Regions from separate parts of the Mus musculus genome. Here regions 1 and 2 are each linked to region 3. Evidence: chromatin contacts called from public Hi-C and promoter capture Hi-C data. All regions are on one chromosome and are shown on one strand. The core of a region is the stretch at or near the end of the contact, and the rest is flanking DNA. Distances in the headings are between cores, read along the strand shown.

Evidence for each region. Promoter capture Hi-C pulls out the DNA fragments that hold promoters and counts their contacts. A called contact is a pair of places that touch in the nucleus more often than the background predicts.
Region 1: a Hi-C map of liver shows a contact between it and region 3, with 2.6 times the contacts expected there. The contact joins two enhancer-like sites. A contact is called at or near these places in 3 of 484 Hi-C or Micro-C datasets (the HL-1 cell line, liver and nephron progenitors) and 1 of 115 datasets of contacts at active chromatin or transcription factors (embryonic stem cells).
Region 2: a contact with region 3 is called in a promoter capture Hi-C map of liver, with 4 times the contacts expected there. The contact joins the promoter of Ptprg here to the enhancer-like site in region 3. A contact is called at or near these places in 4 of 39 promoter capture datasets (embryonic stem cells, hippocampal neurons and liver), 14 of 484 Hi-C or Micro-C datasets (the N1E-115 cell line, adipose-derived mesenchymal stem cells, cerebellar granule neurons and 8 more), 22 of 115 datasets of contacts at active chromatin or transcription factors (astrocytes, cardiomyocytes, craniofacial prominence and 13 more) and 2 of 9 other capture datasets (adipose tissue and pancreatic islet).

Annotation. Positions count from the first base shown.
Region 1 is chr14:11,609,029-11,611,728 of GRCm38.p6, forward strand. The region is part of intron 1 of Ptprg (protein tyrosine phosphatase, receptor type, G); the gene reads left to right. It overlaps Gm52128 (a long non-coding RNA gene), which reads left to right. Exons shown (of 2, transcript XR_003951168.1): 2 at 1-508. Among named protein-coding and RNA genes, the nearest start is that of Gm52128, 37 kb to the left of the region's middle. Within about 2 kb of position 1,308, at least 13 of the 459 cell types and tissues checked have an H3K27ac peak or open chromatin away from gene starts, as enhancers often do. A contact at or near this core is called in liver, where this site is marked.
Region 2 is chr14:11,552,104-11,554,803 of GRCm38.p6, forward strand. Ptprg (protein tyrosine phosphatase, receptor type, G) reads left to right here and starts at 1,450. Exons shown (of 30, transcript NM_008981.3): 1 at 1,450-2,229. The coding sequence starts at 2,145.
Region 3 is chr14:11,774,163-11,776,862 of GRCm38.p6, forward strand. The region is part of intron 2 of Ptprg (protein tyrosine phosphatase, receptor type, G); the gene reads left to right. Among named protein-coding and RNA genes, the nearest start is that of Gm52128, 200 kb to the left of the region's middle. Within about 2 kb of position 1,254, at least 121 of the 459 cell types and tissues checked have an H3K27ac peak or open chromatin away from gene starts, as enhancers often do. A contact at or near this core is called in the N1E-115 cell line, adipose tissue, astrocytes and 13 more, where this site is marked.

The DNA.
Region 1 (2,700 bases), core at 58-2,557, 170 kb before region 3:
TGCCTGATGTACCAACAGAAGGTCATGGGTTGGACTGCCCTTCTCCATGTACAAGTTAGATGCCAAGGTGTGCATGTATAACCCCTGTGGGGAGCTACAGGGGAAGATACTCTAAGGTGGCTTCTACTCTGAGTGTGCACATGTACACACACACACACACATACACACACACACACAGAATCACATTCAGGGCAGCCTTATCTTTTAGTGACTGATACTGAATCTCTTATGAGTGGAAATTTGATGCCATTTAGCTGGGTGTGGTAGTTCACTCCTTGAATCCCAGCCCTTGGCACATGGAGGCAAGAGTTGAGGGTCAGCCTACACTGTGTGAAATCATGTCTCTAAGAAAAATCCCCCAAACTAAACAAACCAAACAAAAAATTCTGAGTTAATGTACAAAAAATAATTGTTGACATACACAGGCATAGTCAGCGAAAGGAAATACATGTGTGGGCACCCCTCTTTCAGAATGTTGGAAAATTCATAGTTCAGTAAAAAAAAAAAAGACATAAGTCTGTTTTCTATTCTTCCTTGTGACCACTGACTTAACATGTCTTTCTTTTAAGTAATGAATATTTAAACCGAGAATCTTACCTCTCAAAGTACTTTCAAGCATAAATATCATCACTAAGTCTAGTAACCAAGTCTTGCAGAATTAATGGACATTTAATGACCCATTTTCCTTTATTTGAGCCCAGCCCTATGGGATAAAGGGGATGTTTTATTCATCAGACTCTTTACTGATTATTCTTATTTTTTAATTTTAAAATGCTTTGTAGGAATTAGCAGGTGCTTAATTATCAATGGGAGGATTCTTTATTTGCTGAATGCAATGGGAAGTCATTACAAGAAGTTTAAAATAGGAAAGAATTAAATGGAGAACTTGGGGGTAATAAAAGTCTATCCTTTAGCTTACTGTACCAGGTTCATTAAGGTCGAACGAAGTGTGGATTTGTGTTTTACAGCTTCGTTGTCAGCTGAGCCAAAGGCAAGTCTTTCTGTCCTTTGATCAGACATCCCTGGACAAAGTGCCAAGGTTTAGGGTTCATACTAGACAGGAAGTCAATAGTCAGTAGTTGCCATAACGCTGGATTATGGGCAACTTTTATGCCCTGTCTCTATATCAGGCTGCTCTTTCCATTTTTGAATCTTCTTTTAAGAAAGCAGACAGTGGGACAGTTTTCCTTATTGCATTTTCTTTCTTTTTCTTATGATTTATTTTAATGACATGTGTCTCTTGTATACATGATTGCAGAGGCATTGGGTCCACCGAAGCTGGAGTTACAGGTGCTTAGGAGCTGTCCTTTGTGGGTGCCAGGAACTGAACTCTGTCCTCTGATAGAAGAGTGTATGCTCTGCACTGGGAGGCTCACTGCTTCCTCCCTCACTGGATTCTTATACATGCTTAGTGTTGGATGATCTGCCACCCACTGTGGCATCATACATATCGTGTGTGTGTGTGTGTGTGTGTGTGTGTGTGTATTTAAGGATCAGCGTTTGATGGAGAATGTGTGCTACTGTTTTTTCCAAGCCTGGGTTACCCATAATGCTTTTCAGTTTTCTCCGTATGCACAAGCTTTATAGTTTGATTTGCCATCACAGTTGACAACGCCCTTGTTTTCTGTGTATCATTTTTCTCACTATCACTTTAACGTGTGTGATTTGTTCTTCCATATGTCAGGCACATTGGTGTATGGGCCTTGATTTTCTGACTAACTCACCTTGTCCTATCTTGTTACTTTCCTCTTTCTATCTACATTGCCCTGTTGGCTTCTATAATTGGCCATGGTCAGTTATTCATATCTTGGGAAATCTGTGGTCCAGTTCAAGTGGTCTGGAGATGGGGTGACATGGAGGGAAGTGAGCAGCTACCACTAAGGCAGTTCTTAATCCCTGTGCAATGGACTGCACGAAGAAAATTCTAATTTATTTCATTAAAAAACCCTACAGAAGATTCCCAGTTTGCAAAAGAAAAAGGAAACACAGCTAAGGTCATGGACAAGATCAAGGGCTCATGACTCATAAATTAGTTTTTGTTAGGGTTTAGCTCTTTTTATAACCAGTAAAAGGTATGTCCAGGATGTTGGATAATGGGGTCATTTTCTCTCCTCGTTTAGATATTTATTATGAACTTATGAGACAGTCTCATGTATCCAAAACTGGCCTTGAACTCATGTTGTGGTGTGCTAAGTGATGGGGTTGCCGGTGTGCATCACCAGGCCCACTAAAGGTGTTCTTTTTTGGGGGAGGTGGGCTTAAACCCAGGGACCCGTATGTGCTAGTCATCTTCTCTGCCACTCAGGCACATCGCTTGCTCATGGCTGTCTACTTGTTCCATCACAGCACACTTAGGTATAGGCACAAGTGGGCATTTGTATTTTTATTATTGTCTTAATTAGAGTTTTATTGCTGTGGAGAGACACCATAACCAAGGTTACTCTTATAAAGGAAAACATTTAATTGGGGCTTGCTTACAACTTCAGGGGTTTAGTCCATTATCATCATGGCGGTAAGCATGGCAGGTGCAGGCAGACATGGTGTGCTAGAGAAGGAGCTGAGAGTTCTACATCTTGATCTTGAAGGCTGAAGAAAGTGACTGCATACCACACTGAGTGTAGCTTGAGCATAGAAGACCTCAAAGTTTGTCCCCACAGTGATACATTTCCTCCAACAAGACCACACCAACTCCAGTAAGGC
Region 2 (2,700 bases), core at 200-2,699, 220 kb before region 3:
GTTTGGCTAAAGATAGATCTGGGGGCCCGTTCCAGGAACTTCCTGGCATTTACTAGTTTTGCACCCCAAACTTTTCAGAGGTTTTTCCTTTGGAATTGTGGGTGCGAGACTGCTTTCCTAAACAATGCCACAGACTCTCAGAGCATCTGTATAGTATTTGAAAACCGAAAGAACATCCGGTTGAGATGTTTGGGTGGGTGTGGGACAGTGCCGCGTTGCGATGAAACGGCAAGGGGACACTTTAAAAATATGTCCATATCCTTTTCATAGAGTGGCAGAACAACTATGAAAAAAATACAAATGGCTAATTACGTTGGCTCAATTACAAATTTGATGGAAAAAAAAAACCCAAACCAAAACCTGCCTCCCCTCTTTTAGCACCAACGTAGGAGGAAAAAATAGGTTGCTGAAAAGCCCAAGCGATAAAGATCTCTGTGAGAGCCAAGGGACAAAACTCATTACAGATAAACCTAGCCCTTGCATTTCCCCCGGATGCCTCTCCCTGTAGTTTACTTAAGCCGTGTCTCCTAGGACGGCTGCGGGAAACCAGTCCTGCCCCGGGGTGCTGCTTTCCCCTGCCCCGGGTGAGAGGCGCACTTCATTTGCCCTCTGCCTAACCAGGCCAAGTTGCAGCCACCTTCTTCCCGAATCCGGGGGTTGGGAAAACTCCGCGACAGACCTTCGTAGTTTGGGGAAAAGTCCACGACAGACCTTCGTGGTTTGGGAAAAGCCGATGTGGGCCTGGAGCTGGATTTTGCTAGCCTGGGATGGACTCCCGTCCCTTTCCCTATCTCCCAGAGGTAGATTCGAACAATGGAAGCTCGGAAAGGGGGAAGGGGAAACAACAACAACAAAAAAACCTCAATGAAACCTGAGTGCAAAGGCCGCTGGGCTTTGTCTCTTAGCCCGGGAACGCAGCAGGAGAGGGACGCTGGAGGTGCACCCCGTCAAGACACCGTCCAGGTGGTGAGGCCTTACGGAAGTCCCCTCTCCATGAAAATGTAGCTGCTGGTCCTTTCCTCTCCCCCAGATTCCAACCAGACCACCCTTTCCCCCTCCCCCAAGTTCCGGATCCATGAACGAGGTCAGGGATCTCTCCGAATCCGTACTTCGTCTTTAAGAACTCGAAAATGGAGCAAAGCCATGCCGACCCTGGATGGCAGCTGGTCTCTTCCCTGTCTTCAGGGTTACCAGCTCCCCTAAACGCACACCCATAGCCCTAGGCACGCCTGGAGAGGAGAGTAGTGCAAGTCCTTGGAAGCCGGAGCCCAGCACGGCCGCTTTAAGAGACGCGCGCCCCCGCCGGCGGCAGCTCGGGGATGCGCGTCACCGCGCGCCCGTGCTTGCGCGCCCCCGCCGCCGCGCGCCCCCAGCTCGCTCGCTCGCCCGCTCGCCGGCTTTAAAGTCTCTGCCAGGATCCATGCTCACATGTTACTTCCTGTATGGAGGCATGGCCAGTTTCCAGCCCCGCGCTCTCGGTTCCTCCCCAGCCTGCGCCGGAGCCACAACTTTCAGGAGCATGGACTGAAGGCGCCCTCGCCCCGGCGCCCCTCTGAGATCCTTTGTGTTTCCCTGCGCTCCACTGGCCGTTTGTGTTTTGGGGGGCTCTGCGCTCCGCCCCGCCGCTTCCCTCCCTTTCCAGGCTCGCAGACATGCCTCCTTCCTTGCCGGGGCCCTGGAAGGAGCTGCCCGCCTGAAGCCCGGAGCCGCCGCGCCGCGCACAGCCCCGCCGTCGCCCGCTGGTTCTCGGGCTGCGCTGCGCTGCCGACTCAACTTGGGGCTCTTCCGCTGCTAGCCACCGCCACCCGCGGTCCCTGCCTGCTCCGGGCCCCGGGCTCTGCCGCCGTGCGTCTTCTCCTCGCCCTGCCTGTCGGCTGGATCGTGTCTGAGCGGAAAGCAGCCCTTCTCCTCCGAGAGGATCGTCCCTAGCTTGGCTTTGCATTCCCGGTCACTTTTTGAGGTTTTCTCGGGAGCGCTTGGCAGCTTCCCGGATTCCAGCGGGACCGGTGGCCGAGTGTGGGGGGCCCCGTGTGGCGGGCGAGCCGTGAAAGCCTCCAGGCTTAGCGGAGCCTCGCTCGGAAGCAAGAACTTATTCAACAAGTTTACCCCCCCTGCCTTTCTCTTTTCGATGTGCGTTTTCGGACATGCGGAGGTTACTGGAACCGTGTTGGTGGATTTTGTTCCTGAAAATCACCAGTTCTGTGCTTCATTATGTGGTGTGCTTCCCGGGTGAGTGAGGGCCGCCGATGGGACGCGTCTCTGGCCGGCGCGCGGGGTATGCGGAGTTGTCGCCGGGGCGCGGAGCTTGGGCGCCAGTCTAGGGACCGCGGAGAGGGTGAAGGGGGGCCGGGCTACCGAGGAGGAAAGAGAGCTCTGCTTCATTGGCTCCGGCAGTGTTCTAGGAGGCTGATGGTCAGAGAGGGCAGAAGCAGTGGCGGGCTGGAAGGGAGGGTTGGGGACTCAGAGATGTGCTCTGACTGTGGCTTGGGAAGCTTGAAGCATCTGGAGTATGGGAGGGCGGGGGAAGGCGACTTGCTTTGCTGATCCGGAGCTGATCCGGAGGGCTATAGTTGCACGATAGGATGTCTGGGGAGATTGGCTGTGGGAAGGATGCTCTGTTGGTTTGAGTAATATGGGGTGCTCCCGTTGCTTCTGCGGGGATAGAAGGAGCTCATAATCGTGGCTCACTTTGCATCCCTC
Region 3 (2,700 bases), core at 4-2,503:
TTTTAGGAAATCAAATGAACAAAGGGAAATTAAGTTTCTCTGCGGTGGCTCGTGTACTCTTCTACATTCTATTAGATTTAGCAAAAGTTCTGCAGGTGGGAAGACAGCAGGCCCACAGCCATCAGCATTTTGAAGGGCAGTGCTTTGTAAATATGAGGCCTAGAATCCTATCTTTTACTTTGCCATTCAAAAACTTGCATTAGGCTTCTAAGTTATTGACCACATGCACAGAGAAGACAAGTCGGGATGTTGTAAATTTTGTGTTTGAAAACTGTATCCATTTATTTTCCCTGTACAAGTGTGGAACTGGCCATAGTGGACATGTGAAGGTCAGAAAACGGCTTCTGAGGTTGAGGCTCTCTCCCCACCATCTGGGCTCCAGGGGTCGAACTTGGGTCATCAGAGCGCTTTTACCTGCTGAGTCATTTCACTGGCCCAAGATGCTGTTATTTTGAAAGAGGAAAACAGAAGCTCTTCAAACTCTTCTTTAAACATTACTTTCTAATTTCTGACACCAATGTAAATCAGAGGATGGGAGGTCAGAGGAGGAGAGGAAATTTGTTTGCCTGAGACTGGTAAGAAGGGGCTTCCACTGAGAAATCCTGGGTTAGGCAGCCAGAAGATTTGAGTGTAGCTCAAGCTCAGAAGCAGCCCGAGTTTAGCTGACACTTCTTGGCACACTTCCAGTGTGCTATAATGGGCCTTGGGGACACAGTGTATGGTTTCCATAGACAGTATCAAAACTTGGATTTGACCCTAAGAAACAAAGTGTGTTGAATTCTGTTTGATAAATCTTGCTTAGTTTTGACTCCACTGAACTGGATTTTATAATTTTACATCTTTTTATTTATTCATTTATTTTCTGCCTCACATTGTTGACCTGCTCTAAGTCTGCCTGGAGATAGTTAATAATCTATACGTATTTACCTGTGTGCAATTCTATAAGCACGTACACCCATTACAATTTCAGCTCAAGACAGGAGTGTTCTCCTGTGTGACTGCCGGGCTTCTCCAAATGACATTTCCCCTGTCAGACTTTGAAGTGCTTTGAGACTGTTCATAGCTTCCTCATGGCCCGAGCCCCCTCGTTTCTTCTGTCCAGCGGGAAGCTCAGGGTGCCTCTGCCTGTGCAGGATGAGGCCTGAGCTCTGACATCTGGACCAACAAAGGCTTCCCGGCCCTGGCACCCAGGGCTCAGAGTGCCACAGTTAATGCCTGTTTATCAGATTATTGAAGGGCAAGCTGCTTGCCTCAGAATGAGCTCCCTGCGGTTGTGTAATCCTATCCAGGCCGAGTCCTGAGAGCCTTATACAAACAGGGCACTCTGCCGCTGCCGAGAGGCTCAAAATGTGTAGCGTGGGTTTGCTCGGATCAGGCCTTCGGAGTAGATGTAATCAAATTCACAGGCAGCCTGGTACTCACAGTCCACAGCTTTTCACAGTGGGAATTTTCATCTCGTGGGAGCTCCAAGTAGAATAATGGTTTCCAGAGAGAGGCTGGGGAGACACGGAGGCTGAAAGAGGTGGGGTACACTGTCATTTCTGCTTACTGGGGTCAAGGCCTGGTGTTCTAATGCATGGGGAAATGACCACAGCGACAGCAAAGCTTCATGCACTGCATAAGGTCAGTGACGCAGATAACTGTGGCTGTGGGGACAAGGAAGTGACATATTTAGCCCAGGGACCCATTACTACACACTTTTCCAGTGCTGAAATTATAAGCACGCTCTTGCCTGCCTTTTTTATTTACGTGGATTTTGAGGACCAAACTCAAATCCTTACGTTTTCACAGGCAGCCATTTACAGACTAAGCTGTCTTCCCAGCCCCTAGCTGCTAATTCTTATGCAAGTGGTCACTTTGTCCAGTTTGGAAATCTTAAGTAGGTTATCAACCTCATCAGAACGTCCTCAGACAGGAATCAATTTTACTGAGACATTTAAATTCCATAATGTGATATTGGGACAGATTGAATTATATAGGACATACCATCGTTGTTACAAAACACAAAGGTTTCAAATTGAGACTAAAGTCTTTGGAACGTATAGTTCCTTGGACACAGATTCCCTGGCCTAGATAATATTGAATTGCAGCCCTTTTGCCCTGCTCTCCCACATAGAAGTTGGCAAGGAAGCCCCAGTGAAGGTTAGTCTTAAAACCAACGCCATTCACGTCTGCCAGTGAAAAAGGCTTTAAAACTTGGGCCCTTTCCTAATGGAGCCTTTGAATCCAAGTGCTTTCAAGTGTCGCCTCTCTGTGTCTTAGTGGGTGGAAACTGAGGGTGCAGGACCCTTTACAAATATCTTTTTTATATGTATCCTTATTTCTGGACAGGCTACCTTCAAATTTGTTTTTCCTAATTCTTAACCCTGACCTTACACAGTGACTTTACTTTCCCACACTTTGCGTGTTTGCCTGCAGAATGGGGAGCAGAGAATAAACAGAAATCACGGTAGGAGGAAAGAATGGGTGAGTACAGTGTCAGCTCACTGTCTGCCTGTCACCATGGTATCACTTTTTGTCCTGAGGGTAGTAGGAATTTCCCAAAGGATTGTGCAGTGATGTCATTACGCAGTGCCAAAGTTAAGTAATAGCGTTTCCTCAATAGACCTGCGTGCCATAGCCTTTGGCTGTACCATCAGGGAAGGTATCTATTCCATGAACTGTCTTTCTGTGCTGAGCCTAAATGTTTGGGCCAGCAAA